6 separate regions of the Mus musculus genome follow, and all the other regions are linked to region 4. A link is a contact called in public Hi-C and HiChIP or PLAC-seq data. All regions are on one chromosome and are shown on one strand. The core of a region is the stretch at or near the end of the contact, and the rest is flanking DNA. Distances in the headings are between cores, read along the strand shown.

The links. Hi-C and Micro-C count contacts between places; a contact is called where the count stands out from the background. HiChIP or PLAC-seq counts read pairs in DNA pulled down with a chosen protein or histone mark.
Region 1: an H3K4me3 HiChIP or PLAC-seq map of bone marrow-derived macrophages shows a contact between it and region 4, with 6 times the contacts expected there. The contact joins two enhancer-like sites. A contact is called at or near these places in 3 of 484 Hi-C or Micro-C datasets (CD4 T cells, DN3 thymocytes and the G1E-ER4 cell line), 4 of 115 datasets of contacts at active chromatin or transcription factors (acute myeloid leukemia, astrocytes, bone marrow-derived macrophages and 1 more) and 1 of 9 other capture datasets (embryonic stem cells).
Region 2: a Hi-C map of bone marrow-derived macrophages shows a contact between it and region 4, with 12 read pairs. The contact joins two enhancer-like sites. A contact is called at or near these places in 1 of 484 Hi-C or Micro-C datasets (bone marrow-derived macrophages), 2 of 115 datasets of contacts at active chromatin or transcription factors (astrocytes and embryonic stem cells) and 1 of 9 other capture datasets (embryonic stem cells).
Region 3: a contact with region 4 is called in a Hi-C map of bone marrow-derived macrophages, with 18 read pairs. The contact joins two enhancer-like sites. A contact is called at or near these places in 3 of 484 Hi-C or Micro-C datasets (Th2 cells, bone marrow-derived macrophages and group 2 innate lymphoid cells) and 5 of 115 datasets of contacts at active chromatin or transcription factors (Th17 cells, astrocytes, embryonic stem cells and 2 more).
Region 5: a contact with region 4 is called in a Hi-C map of bone marrow-derived macrophages, with 17 read pairs. The contact joins two enhancer-like sites. A contact is called at or near these places in 3 of 484 Hi-C or Micro-C datasets (Th2 cells, bone marrow-derived macrophages and regulatory T cells), 6 of 115 datasets of contacts at active chromatin or transcription factors (CD8 T cells, Th17 cells, embryonic stem cells and 3 more) and 1 of 9 other capture datasets (embryonic stem cells).
Region 6: a Hi-C map of bone marrow-derived macrophages shows a contact between it and region 4, with 16 read pairs. The contact joins two enhancer-like sites. A contact is called at or near these places in 22 of 484 Hi-C or Micro-C datasets (B cells, CD4 T cells, the G1E-ER4 cell line and 17 more), 2 of 115 datasets of contacts at active chromatin or transcription factors (astrocytes and pancreatic cancer cells) and 4 of 9 other capture datasets (adipose tissue, embryonic stem cells, liver and 1 more).

What each region holds. Positions count from the first base shown.
Region 1 is chr8:34,943,250-34,947,038 of GRCm38.p6, reverse strand. All of the region lies in intron 1 of Tnks (tankyrase, TRF1-interacting ankyrin-related ADP-ribose polymerase), which reads left to right. Among named protein-coding and RNA genes, the nearest start is that of Tnks, 21 kb to the left of the region's middle. Within about 2 kb of position 1,743, at least 55 of the 459 cell types and tissues checked have an H3K27ac peak or open chromatin away from gene starts, as enhancers often do. A contact at or near this core is called in bone marrow-derived macrophages, where this site is marked.
Region 2 is chr8:35,122,090-35,125,602 of GRCm38.p6, reverse strand. No RefSeq gene overlaps it. Among named protein-coding and RNA genes, the nearest start is that of Gm34419, 28 kb to the right of the region's middle. Within about 2 kb of position 2,107, at least 100 of the 459 cell types and tissues checked have an H3K27ac peak or open chromatin away from gene starts, as enhancers often do. A contact at or near this core is called in bone marrow-derived macrophages, where this site is marked.
Region 3 is chr8:34,738,298-34,742,049 of GRCm38.p6, reverse strand. No RefSeq gene overlaps it. Among named protein-coding and RNA genes, the nearest start is that of Gm46069, 50 kb to the right of the region's middle. Within about 2 kb of position 1,904, at least 48 of the 459 cell types and tissues checked have an H3K27ac peak or open chromatin away from gene starts, as enhancers often do. A contact at or near this core is called in bone marrow-derived macrophages, where this site is marked.
Region 4 is chr8:34,178,675-34,182,383 of GRCm38.p6, reverse strand. No RefSeq gene overlaps it. Among named protein-coding and RNA genes, the nearest start is that of Gm33638, 7.3 kb to the right of the region's middle. Within about 2 kb of position 2,308, at least 2 of the 459 cell types and tissues checked have an H3K27ac peak or open chromatin away from gene starts, as enhancers often do. A contact at or near this core is called in bone marrow-derived macrophages, where this site is marked.
Region 5 is chr8:34,758,878-34,762,225 of GRCm38.p6, reverse strand. No RefSeq gene overlaps it. Among named protein-coding and RNA genes, the nearest start is that of Dusp4, 47 kb to the left of the region's middle. Within about 2 kb of position 1,490, at least 71 of the 459 cell types and tissues checked have an H3K27ac peak or open chromatin away from gene starts, as enhancers often do. A contact at or near this core is called in bone marrow-derived macrophages, where this site is marked.
Region 6 is chr8:34,847,152-34,850,547 of GRCm38.p6, reverse strand. Tnks (tankyrase, TRF1-interacting ankyrin-related ADP-ribose polymerase) reads left to right here. Exons shown (of 27, transcript NM_175091.3): 18 at 1,207-1,395; 19 at 1,729-1,966; 20 at 3,185-3,267. Among named protein-coding and RNA genes, the nearest start is that of Dusp4, 41 kb to the right of the region's middle. Within about 2 kb of position 1,492, at least 19 of the 459 cell types and tissues checked have an H3K27ac peak or open chromatin away from gene starts, as enhancers often do. A contact at or near this core is called in bone marrow-derived macrophages, where this site is marked.

The DNA of each region.
Region 1 (3,789 bases), core at 494-2,993, 770 kb before region 4:
CATTACTCTGGTATCTTACTGAATGCTTGCCTTTTGTACCTGTTTCAGAGCCTCCTGGAAGAGTTCTTAAGGAGCTTGGGCTGAGGAGTGAAGTATGCATTCTAGGTTGTGGAAAATGGCGATAGATGGGGCTAGGACAGAGAGCGAACGCCCCAGTGTGATTTCTTTTATCACCATTTTCCAAACTTTGCTTTTTAAAAATGCTGTCACCTTCGATGTAATTGTGCACTTGGCCCTCTGGTCCGATTGCAGTATTTCCCCTTGATATATCCCTCTACTTTTGGCTAGCGCTGCAGTGGGAAATCCTGTCTTCATATTCACAGCAGCAAAGGAGACACAGTGCTGGTGTTGAGTGTAGGCCTTCTCTGGTCCATCGCCTGCCTAGGCAGGATAATTACCTTCTGCTGTTGAGCTAATCTTTTTGCGTTGGAATTTAACCATCTTTTTTTCTTGGGACAGTTTATTTTTACTCCCTGTTTCTTACCTTTTTTGTTTCTGGTAGTTTCTCTGTTGGGTTTGGAGAAAGCACTCCTTTAGTTCTCTGTACTTTAGCATTCTCTCCCTCTCTCTACCTCTCTCCCTCTCTCTCCCCCTCTCCCTCCCCAAACCAGGTTCTATAAGATAGAATAATTTTCAGCTAGGGTCTGCTTTTGACAAATGAGAAATCAACAGGGAAATATACTCCTTTGTGACTTTTGATGAACCAATCAGAAGCTAGTTTATCTTCTAAGGATTAAAAGCTAATATAGTTACAATGAAAGCTAGAAGAGGAAGCAATAACGTTAAATATAAAATATTTGTCATTGGATGGTATATTACAGAGTAATCAGAAACTTCTAACTAGGTGTCTGTGCTTTGTTGTGTATTAGATGAGGTAAACCAGTTGGTACATAGAAGACAAGTAAGGTGGAGGTTCTTTCCGCAGTTCCCAGTACAGATGTTCACAACAGCATACACATTTCTTCCGTAAAATACAGTAAACCCAAATACCTAAAAACATGTCAGAAGAAGAAAGTGGACAGAATGAGAGTGAAGGCATGGTGGTGGAGCTGTCGTGAGATAAACAGCAGCTGCCTTCCACACATCAGCCAGGATGCACATGATTCAGAATGAACTTAGAGTTAGAAGTTCCTCCATGTCTGGACCCTCTGGAGTAGGCAGTGATGTTAGGGAGCCACTGAATACCCTGGGGAGAAAAGTGTTTAAAAGCTCTACAGTTATTGTTCAAAAGCTTCTGTGTTGCTAATTTTTGTGAACGTGACACAGGCATATCTGGGAGGAGAGGGACTCTAGGTTTAGGAGTTTTCTCCATCAGATTGGCTCGTGTGCAAGTCTGTGAGGCAATTTTTTGATTACTGATGGATGTGGGAGAACCCCAGCCCACTGTGGGTGGAGCCATTCCTGGGTAGTTGATGGTAATTCTTATAAGAAACAGGGCTGTTGGGCTGGTGAGATAGCTCAGTGGTTAAGAGCATCAACTTCCCAAGGTCCTGAGTCCAAATCCCAGCAACCACATGGTTGCTCACAACCATCCGTAATGAGAGCTGACTCCTTCTTCAGGAGTGTCTGAAGACAGCTACAGTGTACTTACATATAATAAATAAATAAATCTTTAAAAAAAAAAGAAAGAAAAAGAAACGGGGCTGAGCAAGCCATGCAAAGGGGACAGACACCAGTAAGGAGGGTTTCTTCTCCATGGGTCTTGGTTTCACTTCCTGTTTCCTGACTACTTCCCTTCATGTTGGACTGTGAAGTGGGAAGCCACACAAACCCTTTGATCCCCAAGCTGCCTTTGGTGGTGTTTGATCCCAGCAGTAGAGAGCCAATGAGGCCAGTCTTGTGGCTGGAATTACGTAAACAGTAGATCACTGATACCTTCCCTTCTAAGGTATCTCGTGGATCCTCTGTCACTAAAAGCCCGTTTATCTTTTATGTCAGTGTTCTTGACAATTTCAAGCTTACTTTACTCTTTGTCTTTTGGGTGTTCTTGGATCTTACAATACTTACAGAAAAATTAAAAAATGACATGTAATATGAACTTTGCTATTGTGATCCAGTGCTCGTTGCTTTGTTGGTAGTCAGGTTAGGAAGAAAATGCCTTCTTAGTCTGTTGTTTGCTACTGTTTATAAAATATTTCAGTTTATATTACACCAAACGCCTTTGGGTTTTCTTTTTTGATAACATTGTTCATGTTACCGTTAAGGTTTAAGGTTGTTTCTTGCAGATTTTAATTGTAGGCAAGCTTAAAATGTTAAATGTTAAGTGGAATGACTTTTCCTGGTTTTTTAGCTCAGACCTGGGGAATAAATACCCGTGGCCCTACATCTTGTACTGAAACACTTCAAAGGGCCTTAATTATAATACTTTAAAATCAGTTCTTTAAGAATGTTGCTAAGTGTATTTAGTTAGGCCTTGTACTTTGAATTTAGTTTTTCCTTAAAGTACATTTTTTGTTTTCTTTAAATATGTGAAATGACATTATTTACCAGCAAACATGTGCTGAAATTTACAAATCATCTTACACTCTACTTACATTCTACTGCTCCTGGACAGGGGTAGCTCAATTTTATATCAGAATAGTGAAACCAGAGAGAGCTGGCCATGTGTCCAGTCTGCTGTTCTGGCACAATAGTACTGAGCAGTGGTAGAGGTCCTACAGTCTCGGTTCTGTCCCTCCCTCCCTCGACCATCACAACCCAACCCTTCCCATTATGAGAAGCAAGGCTCCTGGGGAGTTTGAAGGCTTGTTGCTTTGTTCCTGTTGGGACAGAAAAGACAATGATGGATTAGGTGACATCAGTCAGGTCAGGCCACTGGCATTCTGCGAGCCCAGGTAAGGAGCTTGCATTTGAGGAAGGGTCTATCCTGTGGTCTCTCTATGCTAGCTGATGTCAACAGCAGGCATGCGAAGATGAGGCCCAGAGGACTAGTAAGGTCGTTGGATGAGTGTCTAGCTGTTGGCTTACGTCTTTCCCACTTGGACCCTCACAGACCAAGGTGCTCACCCAGAATTTGGGACCCAGCTGTCCTTGCCTTCTAACTCTGTGCCAGATCTTTATTGTTAGACAGGAGAGCAGGAGTGTCCTTAACTAGTTGCCTCTGATTTTGTTCTTGATTCTTTACTTTTTATTGTGATTTGTGTGTGTGTGTGTGTGTGTGTGTGTCTGTCTGTCTGTCTGTCTGTTAGTCTGTCTGTGTGTGTCTGTGTGTTCATACGGAGGGCAGAGGTCCATGCTGGGTGTTCTGCAGTCACCTTCCATCTTAGTTTTTGAGACTGGGTCTCTTTGTTGAGCCTGTAGCTCCAGGGATCCCTCTGTCCCACACCAAGTTCCCAGCTTTCTTCTTTTTTCCTAACGTGGGTATGGGAGATTCAGATTGAGATCCTTATGTCTGCATACCGAGCACTTGAACAGACCGGATCATTTTCCTAGCTCCTTAGTGTTTTTAAAAGAGGATCTCTTTATGTAGCATAGGCTGGCCTACAAACATTGCTCAGTCTCCCTCCAGCATTGTGGGATTAGAGGCATGTGCTGCCATATTTGGCTCTGATGTGCTCATTTTTACATAGTGTATTAGAGTTTCCTGGAGGAGAAGAACAGATAGAATTTATTATTGTTATTATTGCATCCACTAACAGTGAGATAGAACAATTGTTTCACTTGAGACATCTAGGACTGGTAGTTGCTCAGCCTTGAGGCTGGGTGCTTAAGCTATCCCAGTCTGGTGCCCCAAACCTGGTGTGTTCTGGAGACTTTGGTCTCCTATCAGTGCAGGAATGAGCTGCAGCG
Region 2 (3,513 bases), core at 858-3,357, 940 kb before region 4:
TAATCATGTTGACATTTGGGTGACATAAAGCTGCCCAATGACACAGAATGAACCCTGATCCCACAAGTCTCCTCATGCCTAAAATTCTCCAACCACCACCAAATCCTCTTAGTCATCAAAAGCCATGAGTTTAACCCCATGAAGCAACATCTCAGAAGTATGTCCACACATCACCAGAAGTCATATAGATAATGTGCAGAACCCCCGGGCAGAAAGCAATCCAAGTGTATTTCCTATGAAATAGCACAAACTCCCTGTACCAAAATGGTCCACAGAAGTGAAAATGAACCACAGTGTAGGTGAATCATACAAACGCAATAGAAGAAGTGAAAATCCAAGAAAGTACATCGTGTGTTACTGTGTTAATGTCAAGTTCAATGTTAGGCAAAATTATGGTCTTGAAGTCAGGGCTGTGCCCTGGCTAGGAGAGAATGTGGAGGGAAGGTTCTGGGTCCTGGGACATCTGCTGACCTACCTCCCGGTCTGATGCTCGCTACACAGGTGTGTGCTCCTGCTGTAAACATTCCTTGAGCTCAAGGCGGTGTAATCTCTGTGCATTGCTGACGTTAGGGGCCTAAGACCCCATGCAATTAAAAAAAATCCACATGTAGCTTTTGACTTCCTATCTAGCTGGCCAGAGGCTTTTACTGACGACACAACCAGGTCTTTCACATTTATTTTGTATGCCGTGTAAGTACTTAGACCCAGTGCAAGACATGGAGAGCATCAAGGGGTCACTTCTTACTGCCATGTGCTTTACTTAAGAGAGATGAACTGCTAAGGCAGAACAATCAGTGTAACAGGGCAGATGTTTGGTACCTACCCTGGAGCTTACCGCAGTGACAGCAGGAAATGATAATGGAGCTATTGCAGATGCTCACTGCTGAGTGTTAGATCTGAGTTAGCCCCATTAGCTCTATCCAGGGAAGGCTTAGTTCTTAGCCTGAGGTGCTACTGGAGGTGGAAAATAACTTTAGGAGGAGAGGCCTAGCATGAAGAAGTTAGTGTTGATGTTTTAGCCTCTTCCTGTTTCTGTCTTAGCTCCTTGGTCACATTGGGTGAAGAGATCTGTGGCCCATGATCCCGCTATGATATACAATGCACCCAGCAGGCAGAGAGAAACAGAGCCAAAACACTGAAACCTCAGAATTGAGGGAATATCAGCCTTCCTTTCCTTGTATTGATTAGCTCATGTGTTTTGTTACAGTTATGGAAAGCTGACTGAGACACCTATGTAGTAGTTTATGCAGTATAATTAATACCCTGTTATTTCCGTGTGCTTGTATTCCCCTCAACTGCAAATGGCACCAAGTATAATCTGTGTTTGTCTGTTTATGTCTTGAATAAAACTTAGCTTTTTTATAATATCCTCATGTCTTTTATGAGAGTCAATAATATAATTATGATCATCTACATATATGTGTTAGTGACATAACTAGATTTTTATTAATATATACACAAACCTCTAGGCTTCATAGACAAGTTTTTTTGTTGTTCTTTGTTTTTATTTTTATTGTCACACTTCTCAAAAACAAACAAACAAACAAATCTGTAATTCATACTAACAAGACCTGCCAAGTTCCTGCCTGTGTTGATTAAAGGTCAGCTGGACACGTCAGATTTTACTGAAGTTCATTTTAACAGAGCCTTGGGTCCCTCACACACTGACAGAGCATTGCCACTGTCCTGGTCCTTTAGGAGGGAATTGTGTGCCTTTTGTGGGCCCAGGACATGAGGTCAGGATGGGAAACAACTTAAAGGACAGCTAGCTGCAAAGCCTCATGGGAGAAGGCGCAGCACAGAGAGACCTGAATGCAGGGCAGGTGAGAGCAGAAACATCTCGGAGGGGAGCCTGGGCAACAAGGGCCAAATTAACACAGAGTAAAAGTTGGGCTTTCGGGGGAGGATTTTCTGAGATTACAACGGATAGAGTAGAAAAAAGAAATTGCTTTGGCAGAGTCATTTCAGCATTGCAAATGCACAGAAGACGAACTTGGGGAGGGAATGCGAGTTCACCGAGAGCAAATGCAAATCAGGACTGGCTGGCTTCGCGCTCATTTGCATCTGAATCCGCGGATCGTTTCCTGAGAGACAGGAAGTGCAGAACGTTCTGTCACCTTGCCCAGCCGACAATGCTGATGTTGCTGCTGTCACCAGCCGCCTGTTAACAGTATTACCAACTTTGAAAACTAGGGGAAGTGACTATGTACTCCGCACAGACAGGATCTGCTGTACTTTTTGGCTGAACTGACGGGACCCTTTGCTAACCAGACGCCATTTTTTTTTTTTTTTGAGCTCCAACCTATGGCTCTAATTACTGTCATTGTGCACACAGAACCAGAGGCATATGTCCTGCTCCTCACAAAAGATAAAAGCAGGAGGAAGGGAGGCCAATGTTGGGTGTGGGAGTCGGCAAGGAAAAGTGGGGTAGGAAAAGTTTGCTTGCTCCAAAGGAACGCTGAGACTTATGGGTGTTTGTTTGTGTGTTTATGTTATCATTACCCTTGTCACCTTCCCATGATCAATCCCAACGCACCAGGCACTGCTTAGTGAACTGTAGGACAACTCTAATTATTTTAAGGATATTGTAAAGCGGAGGTTCAGAAATATTGAATAATTTACCCAAGGACACACAGCCAATGTATGAGAGACTGGGGTTCTATTTCATGATTCCGAAATCATCTCCACCCACTTACTCATTTACTTCGTACGCCGTTTAGCTGTCTCCAGAGCAATGACAATTTAGAAGAGATTGATCTACTAGGAAATGAATCCAAAGGCAAGAAAATCAAGGTGAAAAGGCAGTGACATTTCCAGGAAGGACAAAGAGACAAGAGGAAGGTTTGGACTATTCCATGCAGAGATCTCAGCATGCTGGTTGCGATTGTTTGGATGGGGTTTATACCTGGACGATTTATTCCTGGAAAATGTGGTTGCTAGTGTGGCAATGCTAAGAAGCGGCAGACCCTCAGGAGACAGAGCCCAGAGTAAGGCCTTCGGGGAACCGATGCTATTCTTGTGGAGTGAGTCCTTGTGGGGAGACTTGTTTTCTACCCTGCCCTGTGATTTCTTCCTCTTGCATGTCCTTCTGCCATGATACCATCTACCATACATAGTGTGATGCCATAGGAGGCCCTTGCCAGAATTGATGTCGTGCTATTTGGACCAGGTCAAGCAATGGAAAGAGAGAGAGAATTTGGTGCCAAAGTATGATGAGCAGGGTTGACTGCCAATGGGAAAGAGGATCCATGAACCAAGTCTCCAGAGGCAGATGTACTGTGAAGTAAGGTTGCAGGGCCTCGTTTCTAAAGACCCTTTACAAAGAAAGGCCTATGGCATACACTGATAATGTACCCATATGGCCGTGTAATAGACAACATAGAGGAAGGAACGTTTTAACTCAGTTCTACTTGGCGTTGTCTTTCCAACTTCCCCTCCTTTCTTCCTGCCCTTGTTTCAGGAGGCTCCAGAGCATCCCTGGGTCTTTGAGGTATCTAGCTGAGGGAAATCTAA
Region 3 (3,752 bases), core at 655-3,154, 560 kb before region 4:
TTCTGCATTATGCAACAATGTTTAAGTTAAAGCAGAAGAAATTCTGTGGGGGGGCGGGGATTAAAATGGGGGACACTGGAAAAATCCAAGGGATGCTGGAAAGTAACAGGTATGATGAAGAAAGAAGTCCCCATACATGAATAAATTAACACCCACAATGGATAACAGTTTGGATAGAACTTGAAAACTCAAGAAGGGTTGGATAAAACTCTGCCTAACCTTGAACTCCAGTTACCTGTGTGGCTTGTACAAGCACAGTCCTTCGGACTGAGCATTCAAAAGTAAAGTTTTTGTGTAATATAAAAGTCTTTTCCCCTTGGCCTCTTTCTCTGCCTAGGAAGTACGTGAAACAGCCTCTTTCGGAATTATGCTGTATATGGCTTGAAAAAAACAGTTTGATAGCAAATGATTCTTTTGGTTTCCGTCTTGAATAGACTGGAAATTTATAGACCCTCTGAGCTGCATGGCGTGGGGAAGTCATTCGTTGGTAGTACTCTCCCACCTGAAGCTTGATGATTAAAGCCGTTCTCTCCCCCGGGGCTGCGTTCCTGTTTCAGAGGCCGATCTGTCACAAGTATACGGGGATTAAGTATTACAGAAGCATTCTGGGCTATTAAGTATAACACACTGTTCTGATGATGTTTGCATTCGGCCATGGCTTGGAGTCATCCTGCATATAAGAGCCCTCAAGAAAACTCTCTCATTAGCACATTTATCCACGTCTCTAAAGGTAACAGCTCTCAGCAAATGTCAGCACACTTATTGGTCTTTGACTAATACAGGCTTGTCAGCAAGGGGGCCGTGAAAGGGCACCCAGTGTAAAGGAAGCGACCGTTCCCCTCCTCATCTCTCTCTTGAGAGTAAATTGGGGCCATTATGCCGCCTCTGCAGGTCATACTGGTAAATGGTTTGAAGAACGTTTCGCTAGGCCTGGCCTTATCAACAGCTACAGAAGAAGCGATGAGGCTGCAGACACCTGACCACAGCTGAGGCGTCTCTGGAAAGGGTTTCAACTCTTACCCTTTAGAACAGCATCGCTGTGAACACAGGCGGGAGGGTAGGCATCAGAGCAAGATGATAACATTAGATGGGGTATACTGATATGGTAGGTTCAAGGCAGTCACAAAGTCTGCAGCTCCTCCCTTCAAGTCTCTTTCCTCAGCCTTTCAGGCCGGACTGCCCTTGTGACCAGTAGAACACTGGGGGCAAGAGTATGGCAGTATATGACTTCTAAGGCCAGGCTTCAGGATACCTTGCATCTGTCTACATCCTCATAGAAAAATGGTACTGCTGTGTGAAGACCAGGCTAGCCCACTAGAGAATGACACTATGTAGAATACAGTTGAGCAACCCTAGTTGGCATCCTTCAGTCTAAGTAGCTCTCCTGCCAAAACATCGGGCAGTGTCAGGAAAAGTCACCTGACCTCTCAATCCTTGCCCCACTTACTGACCCTAAGAACTGTAAGCACGAAAAGTGGTTTATTTGAAGTACTAGACATCACAGTGTCTTTCATAGCGCAATAGATGACTAACACAGCCCGTTCTGAAACTAACCTAACCACAGTCACAGGAAAGAGAAATGTAGGTCTTAAAAAAAAATTGAGCCCGGCAGTGGTGGCGCTTGCCTTTTATCCAAGCACTTGGGAAGTAGAAGCCGCAGATCTCTGAATTTGAGGCCAGCGTGGTCTACAGAGTGAGTTCTTAGAGAGCCGGTATTACACAGAAAAACCCTGTCTTAAAAACCAAAAACCAAAAACAACAAAAAATTAAGTGTGCGTGTGTGTGTTTTCCGTGTGTGCAGATGTTAATAGAGACCAGAAGAGGTGTCAAATCTCATGGAGTTGGAATTACCGGCAGCTATGTATTGCAGGATTTCCCCTGTCCAATTACATTAGGGCAGGAGGAGGTCTGTGATTTGTCAGGGAAAAGGGAGGTGGAGCTAAGAGTTGCAGAGACAGAGAGCATCTCAGAGAAGGTAGGAAGAAAGGAGGAGAATAGAGGCCGATGTGAACCAGCATGGCCTTAATCAGCCATCTTCCTTCCTCTCTGAGACGCAGACTCTGCAACTCTTAGTTCCGCCTCCCTTTCCCCTGTCCAATCACAGTCCTCCTGCTGCCCTAATGTAATTGGACACGGAAAATCCTGCAACAGCTCTGAGCTGCCCAATGATATGGGTGCAGAAAGCAAACTTAGTTTCTTGGGAAGAACAGTGAATGCTCTTAGCCACTGAGCCATCTTTTAACCTGCGCCCCTGATGCAGGCAGCTCTTGATGGTGAATACAGAGCTACAGCAAGCTCTAAAGTAATTTCACGTGAACAAATTGGATCCTACTAGAAATACCATAAGCCATGATATTTTTGTATGACTTTGGATCAGCTATTCTCCAAATCAGCACAGAATTGTCTTCCTCTTCTTAAATAGTACCTTAGGACCTGGCGGACTTCTGAAATTTTCCTTCTATGATAGGACAAGGGTGAAGCAGAATAGGACGAATGATTTCTGATGTCCTACAGCCCCATAGGGTGACCATGATTGGTAGCCACGGTACATTTTGAAGACGATAGAAGAGAGAATTTTGAATGTTTTCAACATGAGAGGGTCAGAGCTTGTGGTGAGAGACGTGCCAGGTCCCCTGATTTGATTATTAGTCTTCGTATTTGTTCATTCAAATATCACGCTGTGCCCCCAAAACACAATTATTACATCAGTTCAAATAATGTATGTTTAATAACATGGTCTGGTGCAATGCTGGCATACATGGAAATGATGGAGCTTATGAATGAATTCCTAGGCATTTTGCAAGGTAAATATTAAATATTTTTATAACTGAAAACTTATATAAAATTTGATCATTTATGTTTTGTCCCTAGAATATAGCTCAGTTATAAGGTTCTTGCTTAGCATTCACAAAGCCTTGGGTCCAAACTTCAACAGTGAAAAAAAAACATGTTGCCAAGGTGAAAAATACCCCAAAACCTATCACTTCCTATTGACATTAGTACATGCTATTCTGTGTCTGTTCCTGGGGTTATTAATATCTGTTAGTTCACTCAGGTACACTTGCCTTGCTGCATGGTGTGCTCCTGTGTATATCTTTGCATAGTGTGACGACATTAGTTACTTTAGTGAAACCATCAGCAAAAGCTGTAAGAGAGCAACATCACGAAGGTGGGCTTCACTTTGCTTCTCTGTTCAGAGAGTTCTATGGTAGCCTGGCCTGAAATACATACATCACGGTGACATTCACTTCAAGGTGGTCAGGGAACACAGAACACATAAAGGGGCCAGGGAAAGATATATCCATCAAGGGACTGTTCCTTGATAGAGCTCTTGGGGGTCTAATTGTCTCTGGAAATTCTCTCACTGACACATCCAGAATCATACTTTATAAATCCCCCCCCCAGACAATCAATCCTCCTAGGCAGTCAAATGAATGATCAATGTGAACCATCAGAATGATGTCACACTGGTCATTTGAAATCAGCCCTAGTAGAAAACCTTAAATCACAACAAATAACAGATCCTAAAATTTGTGGGTTTATTTTTCTTGAAGAGCAGTGGGGTTAACATTTATTAATAATTAAATCACACCTGTTTTCTCACCCAGCCTTGATATGAGGGTATGTGCTGAGTCTTATTGTATTTTTTTATACTGAGTTTGATGGATATCCTCAGGAGGCATGCTCCTTTCTGAAAGAGGAGGAGTAGATCTGGAAGAGAGGGGAAATGGAGGGGGAGGACAGGGAGGAGA
Region 4 (3,709 bases), core at 1,059-3,558:
GTCCCTTCTCTTTGTCTACCTCTACTCCCTCCTCAACTCTCCTTCCTATGCTCCCCAAATAAACTCTATTTTATCTAGACCCATCATATGGCTGGTTCCTCGGGAGAGAGATGCCCCCACCACCACACCATACCACACTGTATAAAACATATCCTTGGCTTTATAATATACATCAACAAATATAGCAGACTGCCTTAGGAGTCACTATATTGCTGTTTCATTAATAGAACAAAAGGATTTGGTTTTCCCCTAGGTCCGGTCTATCTAGTCTCAGGTCTCACTAGAGACCCCACTGTGGTCATAAAACAGGTTTTCATATTTCTTGTGTATGTATGACATTAGTCTCAGCATCCAAAACTGATTCTGTCCACCCAAAATGTAGAGGTCTGCTGCCTCTGCAGGGAACATAATATCACACATTGAAAACCAGTGGTTTACCATTGTATGTATAATTCCAATTCTAATGACAATACACTAAGCAATATTAGCAATCTGTTTATGGTTTTTGAAGAACCACAGAAGTCCTATCTGCAATCCACATCGTCCTCTTGTCTACCTAAACAGAATATGCAGTCAGCTGTTGTGGAAAAGGAAAATGATATGTGGTTAGTTGGCCACTCATTCATTTAGGATGTATTTACTGAATGCGGACCGTGAGACAAGAATCATTTGAGTGATGTGAATACAGAACAATACAGACAAAAACAAAATAAAACACCCTGGCCTTGCACATCTTACATGCCAGTGAATAATACAATATAAAGATGTAGTGTTATGAGAAAACTCCAATAAGGTGAGAAAGACCTAAGGCGTAAATAGAGAGTTGTAATTTCTAATAGAACATGATTTTTTTTCATCCTTTCACAACCTTCTGCATGTAAACAATGCATCTTTATCATATGTCCCATAACACCCCCCTATCCACTCCTCCTAGGAGTCTACACACCTCCTCCCCACAAATACCCCCTATCCCCCCCCCCACTTCCTCCAGGAACCGGCAGAGTCTCTCCCACACACCCCACGCCCTCTCAATGTGTGCCTATCCCCCTTCACAACCATTGAGTGCTATAAGTGCTGCCTGCCAGGATGCTGGCTGGTCTTGTTGACTTGATCATGTCCCCGTAACCATAGTTATCATGAGTTCAAAAGTACAATAGCTGTGTGCACCCCTACAGCAGCGTTTCACATCCCTCCTCCCCATCCTCTGGCTCAGACAGACTTTCTGCCCCTTCTTCCTGAGGTTCCATGAGCTTTGGAGAAGTGATTGATGCCCCATTTAGCACTGAGCACTTAGTGTGAGCCACCTGGTGACCAAGCTGGGGAGACATGGGAAGGCTTGTGCTGCAGCGTAGCATGACCTGACCTAACTCATGCAAGTTGTCTGTCAGAGGACACAGGACTGAAGTGACCGGGGACAGCTTAGACAGTAACAGAAGAGTTGAGAAAGACTCCAAATACACATATATTTTGATATTTGGGAAAGAGTCAGATCCCATATGACTGAAAGTGTAAAACTAGGGATTAGGGAGATGGCTCAGTCAATAAAGTGTTTATCTCACAGCATGAAAACCTGAGTCTAGGGGGCTGGAAAGATGGCTCAGTGGTTAAGAGCACTGACTGCTCTTCTGAAGGTCCTGAGTTCAAATCCCAGGAACCACATGGTGGCTCACAATCATCCATAATAGGATCTAATGCTGTCTTCTGGTGCATCTGAAGACAGCTACAGTGTATTTACATATAATAAATAAATAAATCTTAAGAAAGGAAGAAAGAAAGAAAGAAAGAAAGAAAGAAAGAGAGAGAGAGAAAGAAAGAACTTAAGTCTAGATCCCCAGACCTGCATAAAAGTCAAACGCAAGTGTACCCACCTTCAGTCCCAGTGCTGGGGAGGCAAAGGCAGGAGGAGCCCTGGACTTTACTGGCCAGCTTACCTAGCCAAATACTTAAGTCCCAGATTCAGTAAGAGAACCTGCCTCAAAAATTAAAGTGGAAATCGATTGACGATAGCTCTCAGTGTCAACATGTGGCCTAAAGAAAGCGGGCACACACCACAAACACACATCATTTATAGCAGATGTTACCCCTATTACCATGTCAGAGAACTTTTTGTATAAAAAGTAACTTTAGAAGAAATAACTTATCGCTCATAACAGTCTGCAAAAAAATTATCTACCTAGAAAGTCTACAACAGCATAACCTGATGTACATTAACAGTTTAAGATAGAAATAAATAAATGTAGTTAAAGGGATTACACTGTCCTGCAGTAGGAAGTACTACTTTGCAAAATGGACCATTGCTGCCCTCTAGTGGCACAAGAAAAACATGAGCTTAGAAACCAGGATAGCCAATGCCTCAAAGAAATACACGTTTTCAAATGTGGGTTTTCTTTCTACCATGAGTTGCTTTATCACAACTTTTTCTTCTTAAGACATATTATTTTTCTTTTATGTGTATGAGTGTTTTACTTGCATGCATGACTGTGTACCATATGCATGTCTGATGCCCACAGGAGTCAGAAGATGTTATTGGATCTCCTGAAACTGGAGTTGCAGATTGTTGTAAGACACCATATAGGTGTTGGGAACTGAACCTGGGTCTTCTGCAAGAACAGAAAGTGCCCTTAACCGCTGAGCCATCTCTCTAGCACTCCAATTTTCGATAGGTGATATTATGAACAACTGTATAACATGGAAACCAGGCACTGCCCTACCCATTGATTAATGTATGACAATCACTATAGCTATAAAAGCGAGTAGTGAAGTCTGAATGTATGTGTGTGTGTGACTCAGTACTGAAACAAATGCTTGCCACAGGCAAGACCCTGGGTTCAGGTCCCAGCAACATCAAGAAAGAAAAAAAAAAGGAAGACAGACAGACAGACAGTTATTAGCAGTGATATCAACAACCTAAATCTCTCCTGTGTTCATAACAAGCACACACACAGACTCACAGTCACACAAACTGCACACACACATTCTCTCTCTCTCTCTCTCTCTCTCTCTCTCTCTCTCTCTCTCTCTCTCTCCCTTCTTCCCTCCTTCCCTCTCTCCCTCTTTCTCAGTCTACAATCCAGGATCTAGCCTTCAGCTACCGTTCCAGCACCATGTGTGCTGCCCTGCTCTGCATCAGCTCCTGCCTCCCGGTTCCTGCCCTGCTTGAGCTCCGGTCCTAGCTTCTTCCAATGATAAACGGTGCTGCGGAAGTATACACTAAATAAGCCCTTTCTCCGCTGAGTTGCTTTTGGTGATGTAACCCTAACCATGACACCATCCTCCCCTTCCTCTTGTAAAAGGTGCCTCAACATCCCAAAGGCAGCATTCGTGAACCCAAACGGTTTCTGAGAAACGTAGGTGCATTTCCTTCTGTTAGCCTGTTGGATATCCTAGAGAACCCCCTTCCTCCCTCTTGGGCAACCTTTGATCTCTACAGACTGTAAGCAAGGGTGTTCCTGAAGCCACTTATTAAAGCCCTGTTATGGGCTCCCCCCAAAGCAATGGCTGCCTATTCACCCTAGATTTATTCCCTGAAGAGCATGGAGGCTGTCTTACTGAGACAAAGATGGACTTCATCGTGACTCAGTTACCCACCCATGCAGAAAGTTGGAAGACTGTGTCCAGGTGGCAGGTCTTCCGACAGTCACGTCCTGAGTCCACATTTCGGCATGGATCTCAATATTCTACAAACCCAAGCAGCACATACACTGAAGAT
Region 5 (3,348 bases), core at 241-2,740, 580 kb before region 4:
CAACAGATTAGCCCTTTTACCACATATTGGAAGCAGGGGGGTTGGGGGCTGGTTATGAGTCAGTCTACTGTGGCGTCCATCTGTATTGTGCACGTCCCCTCACTAGGAACTGGAATTGCTGTCACATTGCATTCAATGCTATTTATAGGTCAGTTTATTTATGCATCAGTTAAGATGCATTCCGTTTCTACACATTTTATTTACATATAGATTTGATTTAGATGGGGAGGTGATAAATACCTCTTCCATTCAACACAAGAAGACCTCTCCCTGAAAAGCAGCGTTATTTGTGTCTCTGAGTTCCCCCCAGAGTTTTCTCTTACCTATATGAATAAGCAAGCTTACATGTTACACACACACACACACACACACACACACACACACACACACACATACACAAAGAAAGAAAGGGAGCCACAATTTGATTTGGTGCTAAAACAAAAAACAAAAATGAAGACCAGAAATAAAGTATCTTTTGGCTTGTGCTTCTTAAAACACATCTACTTGTGTTCTTTTTGTGGGTGTGTGTTGGGGGGTGGGAGTGAAGCTGAGACTTCTACCTTGTCAGAAAAGAGTCTTAAGCTCTTTTTCTCCTCTTCCAGTTAAGAAACAGATATTCCTTTCCGCCCTGATATTACTCTCCCGATTTACTACTGGATGGTAGGGAGGGCAGAGCTTTGGGGCAAAAAGCTGAAATGCAGAGCAGACTGGAGGAGCAGAGGAGAGGCAGCAATCGGATGCCATGGGGGGGGACGGGACTGCACCCTGAGCTGCTCCTAAGCTCACAAGGAAGGCATGTGTCCCTTCAAGAGGGAGACTCCTGACCTCACAAGGTATGATGTTCTTGTAACTCTTACCTTCATCCAGACTCGCACACTGATTCTGCCATTTCTCTGGCCTGTGGCCCAGTGTTTCCCAGCCCCAGCCCCAGCCCCACCCCCACCCCGTGCTTTCTCATTTCCTGGTTGGAAAAGGTGCTTTGTCACAATGTGAAGGACTCAGAAGAGGGGAGCGACTGTGGAGCCGTCAGCCTATTAATTTGTAGTAATTTTAGTGGCAGCAAGAATCACAGAGCTGTGACTTTTTTGGTTTTTAGGGGTTTTTGTTTTTGTTTTTTGTTTTTTGTTTTTTTTTTTAGATTTTTTTGTTTTGTTTTGTTTTCAAAAAGTAATTTACTCTCCTCTCTCACTGATGTTCAGTTTTAGTCAGAATCAAATATACTTCTTCCTCCTCGGCTTCCCTGGGTACTGAATCACACAGGCTTGCTGAAGAGGAAGGGCCAGGAGGGCTCACCCTGGTCCTCTCAATGTATGGGCCCCACACATCTCTCACCAATCTCACACAGACTTTCAGGCCTCAATATCATGGTCAGGAAATATATTTGTTTTTTTTCAGAGAAAAAAAAAAAGGTCCCATGGCCAAGGTCATCTGTTGGTTTCTGGTGGTGTTTGTCATACGGCTTCAAACACGGTGACTCATAGTCACAAGTCTGAATAAACCTACTTGCTATCATTTATTAAAAATGAGTTTCCCATCGCGAGGGAGGCTGACTGACCTGTGTAAATCACGCCCCTGGAGCCCAGGGCTGATGAAATTACACTTAATGACACAGTCTCTGAGATGGCCCAGGTCTGCTATTTCTGTGGTTTCTTTTGATTTCTATTTGTTTTGCTCCACAACAAGGTCCTTTGCTGATGGCCCAGCTCTCAATGGAGGTGCAGAATCATGGAAGATGGGCAAAACTTTCCATTCTTTCTCTCCCTGCTGGAAATGGGCTGTCATGAAGTCATGAGCCCAAAACAAAACAAAACAAAACACAACAAACAAAACAAAACAAAACACCACAACAGCCTTGAGTGTTAGGGATGATTGAAGGTGGCACCCGAACAAACCCAGCTTGATTTTTTTTTCCTCTGGTGACCATCTTTATGGTGGGTGGAATATTCTAGATAAACAGCTGAAGGTCTCTTATACCAGTGGGTCCAGCTGCCCTCAGTAGAGATACCTCAAGGGTAACTCTCCCTACCAGGACCTGGTCTTTTGATTTAAGTTCCATAATCTTTTTATTCTATTTAGGGGAAAAAAAAGTACATAATAATCTAAGCCCCAAGAGGAGACTATCAATTTAGAATATGAAATATAAGCCCCAGCACACAGACGACGATAGCCTATTGACTACTGCATTTCCTCCCTGTAGGCTGGTGTGTATGCACAGCCAATTATAACTGCAAGAAGAGCCTGGTAGAACGAGGCTCAGGGGAGAAGGTGGCGGATTTAAAATGTGCATCCAGTCTTATTTACCCCTTCTCTTATTCTCTAGAGCACATGCATGCGCCCGTGTGTGCAGCAGACTTTCTAAAGCAAAAGAAAACCAGCAGCGTGATAGATGACTGACTTGCTATTTATTACTGTTTTTCACTAAGGATAATAAATATATCTACATGCTAAAAAAAAATTTCAACCAGAAATAAATGAAGTGAAAACAAGAGCCTTGCTTCTAGCTTCATCCCCACTCCCCATGGTTGCCAATGTCCTATGCTTTCCTCCAAAGACAGTTGGCATGTGTTACTGCTTCCACTGTCTGTATGTACAGGCAGTCATATCTGTAAACCCTGTTAGACACCTCACTTTTTTTTTTTTCGAGACAGGGTTTCTCTGTGTAGCCCTGGCTGTCCTGGAACTCACTTTGTAGACCAGGTGGCCTCGAACTCAGAAATCCGTCTGCCTCCCGAGTGCTGGGATCAAAGGCGTGTGCCACCACACCCGGCTAATTTGTTTTAACCAGATGGTATATCTTGAACATCCTTCCAAGATAGCTAGCTATCTTACAACTTTTTGCCAATACAAACCTACCACCAAGAAAGAGGTAACTTGAGGTCTATTTTTAACCTGCCGAGGCTGGTAGGATATCCATCTCTCATGGGGAATTCTCTTGCACATGACATGACCTTATTACCCAATGACTTTCTTCCTAGACTCTGACAACTCTGTCTCCCAGCTGCATGTTGACTTCCTATTTCTCAACCCACCCTGTCTCAGTCAGGAATTGGGGACACCCCCCACCCCCTCTGACCCTTTCTGCTGGTAGAATGTAGTTCACTGGATTTCGCTTAGATTCATCTCAGGAAACAATCCTCTAAAACAGGGCTTAAGCTGGTTAAATGTTAGATTCTTACTGGATGGTGGTGGCACACACACCATTAATCACAAAACTCAAGACGCAAAGAAGCGCCGGGCATGGTGGCGCACGCCTTTAATCCCAGCACTTGGGAGGCAGAGGCAGGTGGATCTCTGAGTTCGAGGCCAGCCTGGTCTACAAAGTGAGTTCCAGGACAGCCAGGGCTATAC
Region 6 (3,396 bases), core at 243-2,742, 670 kb before region 4:
GGCAGATTGATTTTCTTTCTCCACTTTCTCATTTTGCAGCGTTTTCCCTAAAACATAGATTCTGTCTGATGGTTTCTTGCCATCACAGTAGTAGACGGTATATACAATGAAATGGGTTGGCTGGAGCCCACATTCTCTTCTCTTGCCCACCTTTTTAACATTGAGTCCCTGTCTTTAGTCAGCGCTTAGTGCCTTTCTCCAGGACAGTCGAGCTGGCTCCTGGTCTTGGCCTTCTCACTCAGTCCTCTGGTCCTGCCCAGGTGACGAAAGCTAAGCTGCAGCTCGCTTGTGCATCTGAGTTACTGTGGTTTGCTCCAGAAGTGTAGCTACTTAAAAAGAAGGAAAAGCTTAAGAATTGTGTTTGACTCTATTTCAGTAATATTCCTTCCTCTTCATTGGTCTTGTAGACATTTGCCAGCCAATTTAGCAAGCTTGTAATTGGTTTCACTAAAGACACTGTAAATTCAATATAAGTAAGTTTAACAATGCATACTGAACACACAGCTCATTTATACGCCCACATTTATACAAACTGTAACTCTTTTTGGACTAATTTTGGAAGTCTATGCAAATTAGTCTACCAAATTGTGTTCCTCTTAATAAAATGCAGGAAACAGCTTAAGTAACTTGTGATATCATCTGAGGGATAGTTTGAAGTTATGCCACGCTTTCGGACTAACTCAGTAGAAGTTGCTTTTTGAAAACATCCTTTGAGTAAAGAAGATAAATTGGGGTTTTTTTGTTTGTTTGGTTGGTTGTTTTTGGAAGTGATTCTGATAGAATCATACATAGCTTTCATGTTAGAAGTTTAAACATAAACTGCAAAGTTAGTTTAATATTCTCATAATCCCAAAGAATCTTCAAGCATTTAGATAAACTAGCCTGTTCTCAGCAGAATCCTAGTGGTTCTGTGCAGACCTCCTCCCGTCTTCATTATCATGTTATCAGGGATACCATGTCTGTCTTAGGAATTCATGATCTCTTCTTTGGAAATAAGTAGTTAGAGGCCAGCCTAGAGAGGCAAAAGAATAGCTGAGTAGGAGACAAGTCCAAAGCACAGGAGAAGACTGTTTTTGATTGTTTGTTTTTAAGAAGTTTCTATTAAGGATGAGGCCTAGGAGGATGGTGAAATCGTAGCAAGGATACTTGACAAATTCTGCTGGGTGGCTTTCTTCTTCAGTGTCCGTGTTCTCTTGATTTTCTCAGCATGTTGACATAGCAGCGTTACTGATAAAATACAACACGTGTGTAAACGCAACGGATAAGTGGGCCTTTACTCCCCTTCACGAAGCTGCCCAGAAAGGAAGGACGCAGTTATGTGCCCTGCTCCTAGCACATGGCGCAGACCCAACCATGAAGAACCAGGAAGGTCAGACACCTTTAGATCTGGCGACGGTAAGTCCTTGTTGCAGGGTGGTGGTTGTACATTAGGATTCCAGGCATGACCTTACCTTCCAGGGCTCAACTGGCACTTCCTGTGGCGGAGTTGGCATTCTTCCTGGAAATCTCCATAGCCAAAACCACATGGCCTCTCACTTCCTTCTGTGCTTCAGTGATATCTCATGTAGAGTCGGCCTCCTTCACTTTGACTTTCACTAACCTTGTCTGACTCTTACAGCCAAAATCACTGTCACTGTCCTTGCCTGATGTCCGTGTCTTTACATTTGGTACTTGGTGAAAATCTTAGCATTAATAATGGTTTTTGTGTTTTCTTTAATCATTTTTTAGGCTGATGACATCCGGGCTCTGCTGATAGATGCCATGCCCCCTGAGGCCTTACCTACCTGTTTTAAACCTCAGGCAACTGTAGTTAGTGCCTCTCTGATCTCACCAGCGTCCACCCCCTCCTGCCTCTCTGCTGCCAGCAGCATAGATAACCTCACTGGCCCGTTAACGGATCTGGCTGTAGGAGGGGCCTCCAATGCAGGGGATGGCGCTGCGGGTGCAGAAAGGAAGGAAGGAGAAGGTAGGTGTACCCCTGGGAACCCTTGTTTGTACACTTTAGCGGACCAGTTACTTTTTCCTTTTTATTATTGAAAGCTTAAAGATAGCCCCTCTCTAAACTTTTGAGTTCAAAGTCATCCAGGACTACATGGTGAGGCCCTAAGTCAAAGACAGGATTGGAGGATGTGAGGGGGAAGGGGAAAGAAAAAGGATTCCTGGGACTTGCTAAGTGAGCTCCAGGTTTAGTAAGATGCTCTCTCTCAAAGGTGGGTGGGTGGGTGGGTGGGTGGATGGATGGATGGATGGATGGATGGATGGATAGATAGTAGATAGATAGATAGATAGATAGATAGATAGATAGATAGATAGATAGGAAGATATTCAACATTGACCTCTGACCTCCACATACACATAGAAATAAATAAAAATAATTCTTAAAAAGAATAAATCAAACTGGGCGGTGGTGGCGCACGCCTTTAATCCCAGCACTCGGGAGGCAGAGGCAGGCGGATTTCTGAGTTCGAGGCCAGCCTGGTCTACAGAGTGAGTTCCAGGACAGTCAGGGCTACACAGAGAAACCCTGTCTTGTAAAACCCAAAAATAAATAAATAAATAAATAAATAAATAAATAAATAAATAAATAAATAAATAAATAAATAAATAAAATAAAAAGAAGAAGAAGAAGAGGAAGAAGAATAAATCAAAATAGTAACTGATACCTTCTTCTTTTCTTTTAAGTCATTGAAAGTACTAATTCTATCAACTATGGTCTTGAGCCTAGGTACTGCTCTTGTAGAGGACCTGGTTTAGTTTCCACCACCCACACTGTTTAGCTCACAACCCTCTTCACCCCAGCTTCAGGGAACCCAGTGTACTCAGCTGGCTCCCAGGGAAACACTTCGCGTGCAGATACGCAAGCATAAAAACACACAAAGCTAAAAATAAATGTCTTAGACATAAAAATAAGGTGGTAGGAATTATATTCCCTGTAGAGTTAATATATACATCTATATTTTAGTTCTCTATTCTATGTGTATTAGAATTAATGTAAGTACTGTTGCTATGCCAAAGAGAAAATTCAGCATAACTTGGAAGTGCCTGATTTAAATTGACATATTTGGTATTGGTTTTTGTCATGTGAAATCATCTGTACAGGCAAGTGTCAAAAAATAGGGTTATGCATAAATGCTGACCTTGCGTAGAATTAGGAAATTCTAAGAGATTTTACTGTTTGTTTTAGTTGCGGGTCTTGACATGAACATCAGCCAGTTCCTTAAGAGCCTTGGCCTTGAGCACCTGAGGGACATTTTTGAAACAGAGCAGGTAAGCGCTCACGTGCTCTTTCAGCTTTTCATCTTCTGAGTTATTGACTTCATAAACTTCGCAGCTGTTTATTTTCTGTGTTATGTATTCTCTTTATTTTGTGACTTATAGTGTTCTGCAGTTTGCCTC